2 separate regions of the Hordeum vulgare genome follow, and region 1 is linked to region 2. Evidence: chromatin contacts called from public Hi-C data. All regions are on one chromosome and are shown on one strand. The core of a region is the stretch at or near the end of the contact, and the rest is flanking DNA. Distances in the headings are between cores, read along the strand shown. Region 1 holds the start of LOC123448711 (serine/threonine-protein kinase AtPK2/AtPK19-like). Region 2 holds the start of LOC123448710.

The links. A called contact is a pair of places that touch in the nucleus more often than the background predicts.
Region 1: a Hi-C map of seedling shows a contact between it and region 2, with 4 times the contacts expected there. The contact joins the promoter of LOC123448711 here to the promoter of LOC123448710 in region 2. A contact is called at or near these places in 3 of 6 Hi-C or Micro-C datasets (leaf and seedling) and 1 of 1 datasets of contacts at active chromatin or transcription factors (embryo).

Annotation. Positions count from the first base shown.
Region 1 is chr4H:396,581,803-396,587,125 of MorexV3_pseudomolecules_assembly, forward strand. LOC123448711 (serine/threonine-protein kinase AtPK2/AtPK19-like) reads left to right here and starts at 2,113. Exons shown (of 7, transcript XM_045125686.1): 1 at 2,113-2,232; 2 at 3,135-4,099; 3 at 4,203-4,285; 4 at 4,365-4,485; 5 at 4,584-4,757; 6 at 4,866-4,973; 7 at 5,259-5,323. The coding sequence starts at 3,440.
Region 2 is chr4H:396,409,918-396,415,415 of MorexV3_pseudomolecules_assembly, forward strand. LOC123448710 reads right to left here and starts at 2,841. Exons shown (of 7, transcript XM_045125685.1): 1 at 2,398-2,841; 2 at 2,178-2,252. The coding sequence starts at 2,826.

The sequences.
Region 1 (5,323 bases), core at 863-3,362, 170 kb after region 2:
AATTGTCGGAAACTGGAATTGTGGATGTGGAAGTCGTGGCAAAAGTTGGGAATTTTCTAGATTCCAAATGACCTCAAACTTCGTGTATATTTTTTATATAATATATAAGAATTATTGGAATGAAGACCCACCGTAGGGGGCACCTATTGCTCCCAAGGAAACAGGGTGCGCCCACTCCCCAGGGCGCGTCCTAATGCCTTGGGAGACCCACAGGCTGCCTCCGGTGCCCCTCTTCTGCTATATCAAGGGTTTCGACCTAGAAAAAATGAGGATACTTTTGGGACGAAGTGCCACCGTCTCAAGGTAGAAATCTCGGCATGAGCCCTTTTGCTCTCCGGTAGAGCGATTCTGCTGGGGAAACTTCCCTCCAGGAGGGCTCATTAAGAAATTATTAACCTAGTCAAAATCAAGTGGCCGTGTTTTAAATTGAAGACCTCATCCGATTAAGCGGCCTCCAAACTTATGAAGCATAAGTATTACATAGATCCATGAGTGACCTAGTTCCATCTCCTCGAAAAATTGTTGATTTGATTAAAATCGGGTGACCCAATTCAACCTCCTTAAGAAATAGCTGACCTGATCAAAATCGAATGATCCAATTTTAATTGAAGACCTTAATTGAGCTTAGTGTTATAGCATGTTTTTTTAACACTATAGCGGATTGTTAGGAGATGTCCAATTCATGCACTTTTTACGGGAAGCAAACGTCTCGTGCGGTGGCAAAAGGAATGATATTTCATGTAATTGGGTAGATATGGTTCTTCCTCTTTTATTTCCGAGTTTTCATGTAATTGGGTAGATATGGTTCTTCCTCTTTTATTTCCGAGTTTCTCATGAACGACGTGAACATTTGCGTTAAACAATAAAATACTTCATTAGGGAGCGGCATCGCATTTTAGTCCTTCCGTGCGGGGGCTAGCTTCCATCCATTCCTTGCATGCATACAACATTACACAAGTATGGTATTATTAAATATTCTTTTGATTTTGCATTTTTTATCTTCCAAACCGTTATCTCAATTAATGATCCGCTTTCACCACTACTGACTTTTTCACGACGAGATATTCAAAACTAGATCTCATGTCGACATGTTTTGATAACTTTTGTTTTCGTCGGTACTTGCTAGATTATTATCACTTACTTGTCACATTATTTGTTATATAGTTCTCACATTAAATCAACTTGGTTATCAGGCTTATGAATGTTGATATATCCCACAAAAAACTTAATTGATTGTACTTATGCTGATTCATGCATTTACTTGCTTATTGTTAGTGTTTTAATACCCACTTTTAGCTTCACATAACATTGCAATGCGTAAAAAGTATTGTCCTGATAACTATGTATACTTTTTATGACAACTATACACCCGTAAGATGACAACTATAACGACATAAATGTGGCAACTAGGAACGATGAATTTTTTTTCAACGAAACATGTCAATATGAGATCTTATTTTGAAGGCCTCGTCGAGACGAACCTAACGGTAAAAGCAAATCTCGGATCAAATTACTAGTCTGTGAGATAAACCATTTTTAAAATTTAAAAAGACATATAATGCAATGATGTAAGCATGAGGTGGAAGATTTTTGCATGCACATGAGGCTACGCGAGCCGCTACATGAAAGAGATGTAGTGCGGCGATTCTCTATATAATTTCTCAACAATAAAATAGGCCATTATGGCATTTCCTTTTAAAAATAGAGATAAGACGTGAAAAACAAGATTCTTTATAGAACCTCTCTAACATACTCCCTTTGGCATGATCCGCAGAAAAAAGAAACTTTGACTCGGCTTATCCTAATGCACACGGCAGAGCTCTATCTCTATCCCTTTCGCAGGAGGGAAACCAAACCAAAAACTAGAAGCGACCTTGGCGCCAAACCAAGAGAACCCATCCCGTTTTGCGCGAGGAGAGCGGATTGACAAGCACCAGAATCAGAATGCCCGCGTGCCTCTTCCTTTCCCCCTCGTGAGTATGACAAGTGTGGCCCAGGTGGTCCAACTGGCGGCCCATCTCGGCGGCGCGGCATATTCGCCACAAGCCAACTCGCATCGCGAGCCCCCCTCGAGTCCACCAACGCGAGCCCGCCACGCGTCCCCTTGCAGTTACCGGAGCCCCCGCACCCCACGCGCCTATTCTATAACAGGAGCCCCCTCGCCGCCCCGCCGCAGGGGATCGCCGTGCACTCGCCGCCGCTTCCAGCCGCTCCCCCTCACCCTCCGCAAAGGTTCGTCGTCGCGGTCTCTCCAGCTCTCCCTTCCTCCGTTTCCTTACTTTTCTCCTGGTTTGCCAGGTCCCTTCTCGCGCACGCTTCTTTTACGCGTCCTTTTCCGATTATTTCGGGTGCAGTTATGGTTTTTGTGATTGCTCGTCGGACCGGTGAGCGCCGCGGGTTTCGCGGCGTACAATTGCGTTGGTGCCTGGGCGCGGATTCGTGGGTCTGTTAGATCTGCGCAGGATTCCCTTCTTTGGATCTGTGGCGCTCATAGGGGGCAGGGGCAAGTGGCCGATTTGGGATTTAGCCGATGCCTTGACCTCCCATGGTAATTGTGTCCTTGTGAGTGTAATTCGGTGGCATATTATGTACAAAAAAGTATGGTTTTGTAGGGTTAAATTTCGGTGTAAGCCGCGAGAGGTTTCGTGGATACGCGTTGCTGCGCAGTAAAATTGCGATCTCTCCAATAAGTTTGCTTCCCCTTCTTTTTTGTTTAGCTTTATTTTAACATGCGTTCCCATTCTTGGCAGATAGGAACGTCAATTTTAGTTAGGCTTCGTGTTTGGATAGGCACTAGATCGGGCATAGGATGGATGTTTCTCCCATCGGGGTTATTTCGAGGTACAGAGGTATCCTGTGGTTGTGTGGGTCTCATGACTTTTGGTGCTAAATTTGGAATGCTGTTGTTCCTCTGATTGGAAAACTAATTTCTTTACGTCAGTAGCAAATTACTTTTAGAACACACTTTACTGCCTTTACGTTTTGTCTCTGATAAAGATAACACGGTGCCCTACCGAAGCAGTTTGCAGATCAGCACATGGTTTTATACTCCGAATAATCCCAGTGTTCTTCTTAGCACAAGCTTCCTTATTTGTGAAATTGTTGAATTAACTATAATATCCTTCTGCGTGCAGCCCATAGACAAGTTGATCTCATGTATTCAGGAAGAACAGTGGCATCCAGAGTTTCCTGTTCATCGGGAAACAACGGAAGCTTCCCACCCTGCCTTCGCCCGGGATTCCTGGGATTTCCTGTTGTCTCTGTGAACTTCCACTTGTTCAAGGCCATTGTTCGCAGCCCTGCATCTTCCGTTGTCTTGGGTATTTGTGGAAGGAGCCTCCCTTAGACAGAGCTGCCCCATAGAATTGGTAGAGGGAAGTGGCACAGCTACTGTTAGCTGAAATCAAGATTATAGATTGTTGAATCTTGGTTCCTGAAGATGGTTTCCTCAGAGATGCCTTCTGTTACAACAGCCCACACACAACGCCCCAAGCTCTTTACAGGGATGATACTTCTGCCAAAAGGGCCTCCTGATGTTGTCCTTCCTGAAAATGTTGAGTTCGATTTTAACGATGTTTTTGGTGCTACGGCGGTCCATACCCCCACAGAAGTAAGCATCCTCACTCCAGGCAGCCCTGCACCTTTGGCCGAGTCGAATGAGGAGGTTTACAACGACCCTGTAGTCATTACCAAGCGATCTCATTCTCTTGTTGGCCCAACTTCACTTGTTAGCCAATCCTTGCCACTTAGTAAGCTTACTCTACATGAGTCAGAGAGCTCATTAGATCTGCTAGAGTGTCTTTCTAAAGAAAAGAAAAGTGAGCAGGGGGGTCTTAATGATGAAGAGCTCAATAATACAACAAAGGAGAATGAGGCTGTTGGACTCGACGACTTTGAACTCTTAAAGCTTGTTGGCCAAGGAGCATTTGGCAAAGTCTATCAGGTGAGAAGGAAATGTACTTCAGAAATATATGCAATGAAAGTCATGAGGAAAGACAAGATTTTGGAGAAGAACCATGCTGAGTACATGAAAGCAGAGAGAGATATACTGACAAAAGTTGATCATCCTTTTGTGGTGCAGCTGAGGTACTCCTTTCAGGTAGGTCGTTACCATTTTCTGTGTGTGCACTGTGTTTTCAAGCGTGGATATATTCTCCTAGTGTTATGCATCTGCCAGTACTAAAACCAAAACTTACTTGCAGACTAAGTACCGACTTTATCTAGTCTTGGACTTTGTAAATGGGGGGCACCTCTTCTTCCAGCTTTACCAACAAGGCTTGTTTAGGTAATTTAATTCTGTAGTCCTGTCTTTACACTTATCTAGATTTGACAACCTTTTAATTAAGCTTCTACTTGTCTGGTAGGGAGGAGCTTGCACGCCTCTATACTGCTGAGATTGTATCTGCTGTAGCCCACCTTCATGCCAATGGGATTATGCATAGAGATCTGAAGCCTGAGAACATCTTATTGGATGCTCATGGCCATGTAAGATCCTTTAATGTGTCTTCATATTTCACTTTTTTCTTGTCTTCACGTTATGACCGCCAGAGGGGAAATTTATTGACTTGAGTCTTCCATTTTAGGCCATGCTAACTGATTTTGGCCTGGCAAAGGAGTTTGATGAGAACACTAGATCAAATTCAATGTGCGGCACTGTGGAGTATATGGCCCCAGAAATTGTTCAGGGCAGAGGTCATGATAAGGCCGCAGACTGGTGGAGTGTGGGGATCCTTCTTTTTGAAATGCTTACAGGCAAGGTGAGTTGTTTGAGAGGAATCTTCTGACTAGAAATATCTGCATTTTAGATGAATTACCCGCTTTATATATTTTTCTTTGCACACTCATTATTTGTCTATATGTTGCAGCCCCCATTTTTTGGTGGAAACAGGGACAAGATTCAGCAGAAGATAGTGAAGGAGAAGATGAAGCTTCCGACTTATTTGTCTAGTGAGGTTCACTCTTTGCTGAAAGGGGTAAGTTCGCTACGTTCACCTTGAGTACATTGTGCAATCGGCCCTTTGCTTGTTTTCAGTGTCAACCCAGTTTGAGTTTGTGATCAAACTAAAAATATGGTAAGATAAGTTACTTCGGTCCTAGAGAAATAAAATCAGAGACCTTAATGCTTGTAGTGAAGCCTGATCCCTGGATGTCTCTTCTCGGAGATATGACTGACGGCTGATTCCTTTGTTAGTTAGAAGTAAATCTGAATGCCTTGTTGCTAATTTGCCCTTACTATTGCACACCGGTTTTTTTTCCAGCTACTGCACAAAGAAGCTGGCAGGCGACTGGGAAGTGGACCGGGCGGCAGTGACGAAATAAAAAA
Region 2 (5,498 bases), core at 1,591-4,090:
TAAACATACAAATCCTAAGAAGGGAAAGGTTCGTATCAAAACATAAGAGGATTTCTCCAAAAGAAAAAAGAGGAAGGTGGAGCATGGTCTATGATAGTAAACTAGATCCAATACCAGCTTTGATCTATGACTGTAAACTAGGGTAGAACCCACAAGGTCAGGCATGTCCTCATTGCAGCGTTATTACAGGTTGTTTATACTCGGAGCAATAATGTGACCTTAACTCATATTTGCCAACACCAAATAATATATTCGGGAAGTTACTTCAGTTACTTGTGGGCTATTTCTTTAATGAAGGTGCAAATCATAAAGCAAGGGCTATTTGGATTCATCAGCGAGGATCTAGATTGCACCGATATGGATATGTAAATACGGCAATTCTGAAAAGTGCCAATACGGGGATCCACTTGACTACTTTTTTAAACAATAAAAAAGATATGGTATCAATAAGCATAAAGCCATTTAGCATATATTTAGTCAGTGCAGTCCATTATCTTCTATCAGTGCAGTCCATTATCTTCTATCTTCTTATCCATGATTTCAACAAAAGCAAGAACCAACAGCCAACAAGTTCATGTAAAATTTCAGTTAGAGGGAAAGGGAGGAGGAAATCAGCAACCTTCCGTAAGATAGAATTCTACAGGAGGGAGCAGGAGCACCGGGGAAAGGCGCCCACCACCGGCACTAGTAGAGCCTGAGAGGTATCTGGGACGTATCGGGAAAGAATCAGTATCGGATACGGTATCCGATAAGGGTACACTGGTTGCTGGAAGTATCGATGTTTTCATGGCAAGGATATTGCCAGAAAATACAGGTAATATTGATGATTGATACTGATGACAAGTAGGCTGAGCTTCGCTGGCTGAGGAAGATGAAGAGGATGCAACAACAAACAACAATAACAAAGCCTTTAGTCCCAAACAAGTTGGGGTAGTCTAGAGGTGAAACCCATAAGATCTCGCGACAACTCATGGTTCTGGCACATGGACAGCAAGCTTCCACACACCCCTGTCCAAGATGAAGAGGATGCATTCTATTTTTAATCCATCTTCATTTTTCACGTACGGATAGGTTGGCACCAGGAACACTCCTGGTTCAGTGGGCCTTAAGAAGTCAATTGCAAAAAAAAAAAAAAAAATGTTTTCCGGTTGCTATGATAAGCTGGGAAATTTCCTTTAATAAATCAAAAACATATGTGTACGCGTGAATCTTAGATTAACCGAGCTTAGTTGGGTTGTGAATTCTAGTAGAAAAAGGGACTACAAGAGAAGATGAATGGTGAAGCTTTGTCTGACACCCTAGGCTAAAATCTGAACACAAAGCCCATCTTCGTAGCCGCTTTCACAACAGGTGTTATCCATTTCTTGCCTCCCCCTCACCTAGCATAGTCGGTCAAGCACAGCCTATCACCCTCCAGTCCCCCTCCCCCCTAGTGCGGCTGGCCACAGGGAGATTTGAAAACCACATCAGAACTTGCGCCAAGACATACATTATTTGAATAATATATGTATTCATCCATTCATTTATATTCATAGCAACATATCATCAATCATATCACATGCACTTGCCTTTCAGTTCAGGCACTAAATCATCAGGAAGAAAAACCAGTGTACTTCTCAATTCACTACACCTATGTACAAAATTTAGGAGTAACAGAAATGAGAAGAATCTGACAAGTGATAAATGAAAAGAAGACAAATACTACTTTTCACAACAAACTTGTTGTTTTTGTTTCTTTTAATTGGAAGTTGAAACTTCAAACGCACTCTAGAGGCTAACATCATCAAATACTTTCGAAACTTCATGATGATTTGGTGCTCAAACCATAAGTGGGTGAATGCCCATGTTTCCTAATGAATTATTTTAGTGCTCGTTAGTCATAATGCTAAATGACCCTTTAAAGTATTCAGTATCGCCTAAGCAAGGATGTAGCTGACCCTCTGTATGTCACAGTTTACGCATTATGGGAAAGCACCCACAGCTAATTGATCTGATATACGACAGCGGAATCCAAACTTCATGGAGGAAAGGCCCCGTTGGCAGCTAGGAAATGTGTGCCAATAGAAGAAGAGGAAATCACACCCACATCTGCCAATCACGCTAGAACATTAACACATTACACATTACACTAAACATATCACAGATATGACTTAAGCCCAGATAGAACAACAGCATACATTTGGTCTCGTGGTCGTGAACTCGTGATGACAGATAACACGGTAAGGCATTGCGTCATGATGGTAGATCGTGCCCTTCATGTAAGATGCGGGAACAACTAAATTAACAGACCACCACGAGGATGTGAACCGTAATTTGCAATCGCCACTCGTGAACTGGCCAAGTCACATCAGATGGCTTGGCCAAACGAAAACAGGTGCAGGGAGGAGGAGCCCGTACCGACGAGGCGTCGACCCACAGCTGAGACACGAACCCGAGGCTCCGCGCTGAGCTGACGCTGATCACCTGCTTCGCTAGCAGCCCCGACCGCCTCGCCATTTGCCTCCCCGTCCTCCTCCCGCTGCTACCAATCCTCTTCGGCTCCCTCTCGTCATCTTCCTCGTTAACAACCTCGTCTCCTCCTCCCCCCGTCACATCCACAGAGACCACCGCCTCCTCCTGCTCCTCGAGCTCCCGCTTCAGCGCCAGGAAGTCGAAGCTGGACGGCGCCGGCGGCGGATCGTCCCTTGCGGCCGCGCGCGCGACGAGGGCGCAGCGGAGCAGTGTTGGTCCGTGCGCGGAGGCGGCGCTGAGCTTTGGGTTTAGGTTTGGATGTGGCGCTGGCGCGGGTTTGCAGGGTGGGTGGGGGAGGGGCGCGCAGGAGCACATCGTTGGAGGGTCAGGAAGTGGGGAGTTCGAACTCGGAGACGATCGGATGAGACAATGGGATTGCGTTTGGAACCAGTCAGGCCCGGTAGGAAAAATTGACAAAAATGACCCCTGGGACGAAAGAACTCACGGATTGACTCCTTGGAAGAAATAATTCACCGGCCTGACCCTTTTGTGTGGCGCCCGACACCTAGGCGCCACACTGTACTGTGTGACGCCTAGAGGTTAGGCGTCACACCCCCGACCACGTGGCAGGGAGGGCCCCACCCCCAGGCAGTGTGACGCCTAAGCCTCGGGCGTCACACATTGTAATGTGTGGCGCCTGACCCTTAGGCGCCACACACTGACTTACAGAGCCACGGGCCAGCCCCCTCCCCACCCCCTTCCCCACCCCCTCCCTCATTCCCCTCCCCCAGCCCCTCTCCCAGCCATTGCCCCCTCCCTCAAATCCTTCTCTACATCACCAAATCTGAAGGTTTGGAGCGGGCATTTGTTGTCCAATCACTCCCCTAAGGTAATCCCCACCTCTTCCCTCATTCTCATCCAAAGGAATATCTTTTGTGTTCTTTTTTTTGCAAATTTGAGGAAACCCTAGTTTTTCATGAAATGTGGGATGTATATCATATTGTTTTATTGTTTGTATGTTAGGATAAGGGGTATGATGGGGTTAGGATTAGGGTTGTTTGGATGTGTGCATTATGGTTGTTTTAGGGTTAGGCTAGGGTTAGGCTATGGTTATGCTAGGGTTAGGGATGTTTGGTTGTGTTAGGGTTATGAGGGGGTTAGGGTTATTTGGAAGTTAGGCTATGGTTATTGTAATTGTATGATTGCTCATAAAAAGGTTCTATGTTTTGTTGTTTAGGTATGAGAAGAACATGTGTTTATGTTCATCACGTGGACAAGGATGCCTTTTTAAAAGGCAATATTGGTCCGGACCCGGATGAGCTTGACATGGTGTTCGATTTGTGTCCTAGCTATGCTGAATTGTTGGAACAAGTTCGAAAGGATTTGAATTGGATGGACCCTAGTGATGTAGTTGAGTTTGCTGGTAGGCATAATGTGGGATTCGGAATGCACATTCGTTGGAAGACCATGCGTGTCAACTCCGAGCAACGTTGGCTTGCATACAAGGATACGGTGGCAGAATCACTAGACAAGGCTCTAGAGTTATTTGCCATGAAAACAAATGTTCCTAACTTGTTGGATTTGAACCGGGTTTCCTCTTCGATTGTTGAAGCTATTCCTGCAACCATCAACGAAGAGGCCAGTATTGAACCTCTTTCTTGTGTTTATGAGGCTAACGAAGAGGTCAACATTGAACATGAACCATTGGTAGAGGCTAATTATGAGCACTATGATGATGGTAATGTTCTTCATGACAACAATCTTGGTGATTTGGACAAATATAATTTGCAAGAGACAATGGACCATTCCATTCCGTACTCACGTGGGTATGCCTCTGAGTCTGACGATGAGGGTCCCGATGAAGAAGTTGATGAGGAAGGGTTCACGGCAAAGGAGGCTGAAGCTTTCACGAAGGTATTAAAGCGTGATCACCGGACACCATTGTTCGAGGATCTTAGCATTGCGGATGAAGCCGTGGTTGACGGAGGCGAAGGCATATTGTTTGGAGTTAGGCCACCTTCTCATCGGGACACACATGGGAAGAATATTATTTTGCCGGGGTCAAAGTTCGAAACATTCTTTGAACTGAAGATGTGGTTGGATGAATATTCTGTTACGCATTACAGGCCACACAAAGTTGTTCATTCAAACATGAAGCTGCGTTACACGGTTGCTTGTGAGGATAGAGGTTGTCCTTGGATTGTCTGTGCAAGACCATGGAAAGGAGGGCCAGGATGGAACATTGTCAGTTGTATGCCTCACATGTGTCAAGGCAAGAGGGTTGATGGTGCCCTATCGTCGCAAAGCCATAGACAACTAACCTCCGAGTTCATCGCTTATAGGCTTTCCAACTCCATCTCCTCTCTTCCTACAATGAGCATAAAAAGCGTACAAGACCTTGTGAAAGCCCTCTTTCACTACGAGGTGAAATATGGTAAGGCATGGAAAGCAAAGCAAGCCGCATTCAAGATGTTGTATGGTGATTGGGAGGAAGCATACAACCGCATACCTAGGTTGTTGGGAGCTATTGCCCACACTAACCCGGGCATGGTTCATGTGGTCGAGCCGTATGGGGAGAAAACAAGGATTAAGAATGGAAATAGGGTTCGCGTATTTGGCCGTGCATTTTGGGCATTTGAGCAATGTGTGAGGGCTTTCCAGCACTGTCGTCCTTTCATCTCCATCGATGGCACGTTTTTGACCGGACAATTCAAGGGCACTTTGTTGGTTGCAATAGCAAGTGATGCCAATAACCGGTTGATGCCTTTGGCTTTTGCTTTGGTTGAGGCAGAGAACAATGTTAACTGGGAATGGTTCTTGCATATTTTGAGAACCAAAGTATTACCGTTTGAGAGGGAAATATGTGTCATATCGGATCGTCATCAAGGCATACTTAACGCGGTTGACATTGTCATTCCCGGTCATGCTCCTTTGCATCATCGATGGTGCATGAGGCATTTCTGTGCAAACTTCTACCGGGCATGTGGTAGCAAGGAGTTCGCGGATGATCTTCAGGATTGTTGTCAAGCATTTTCTGACAAACGATT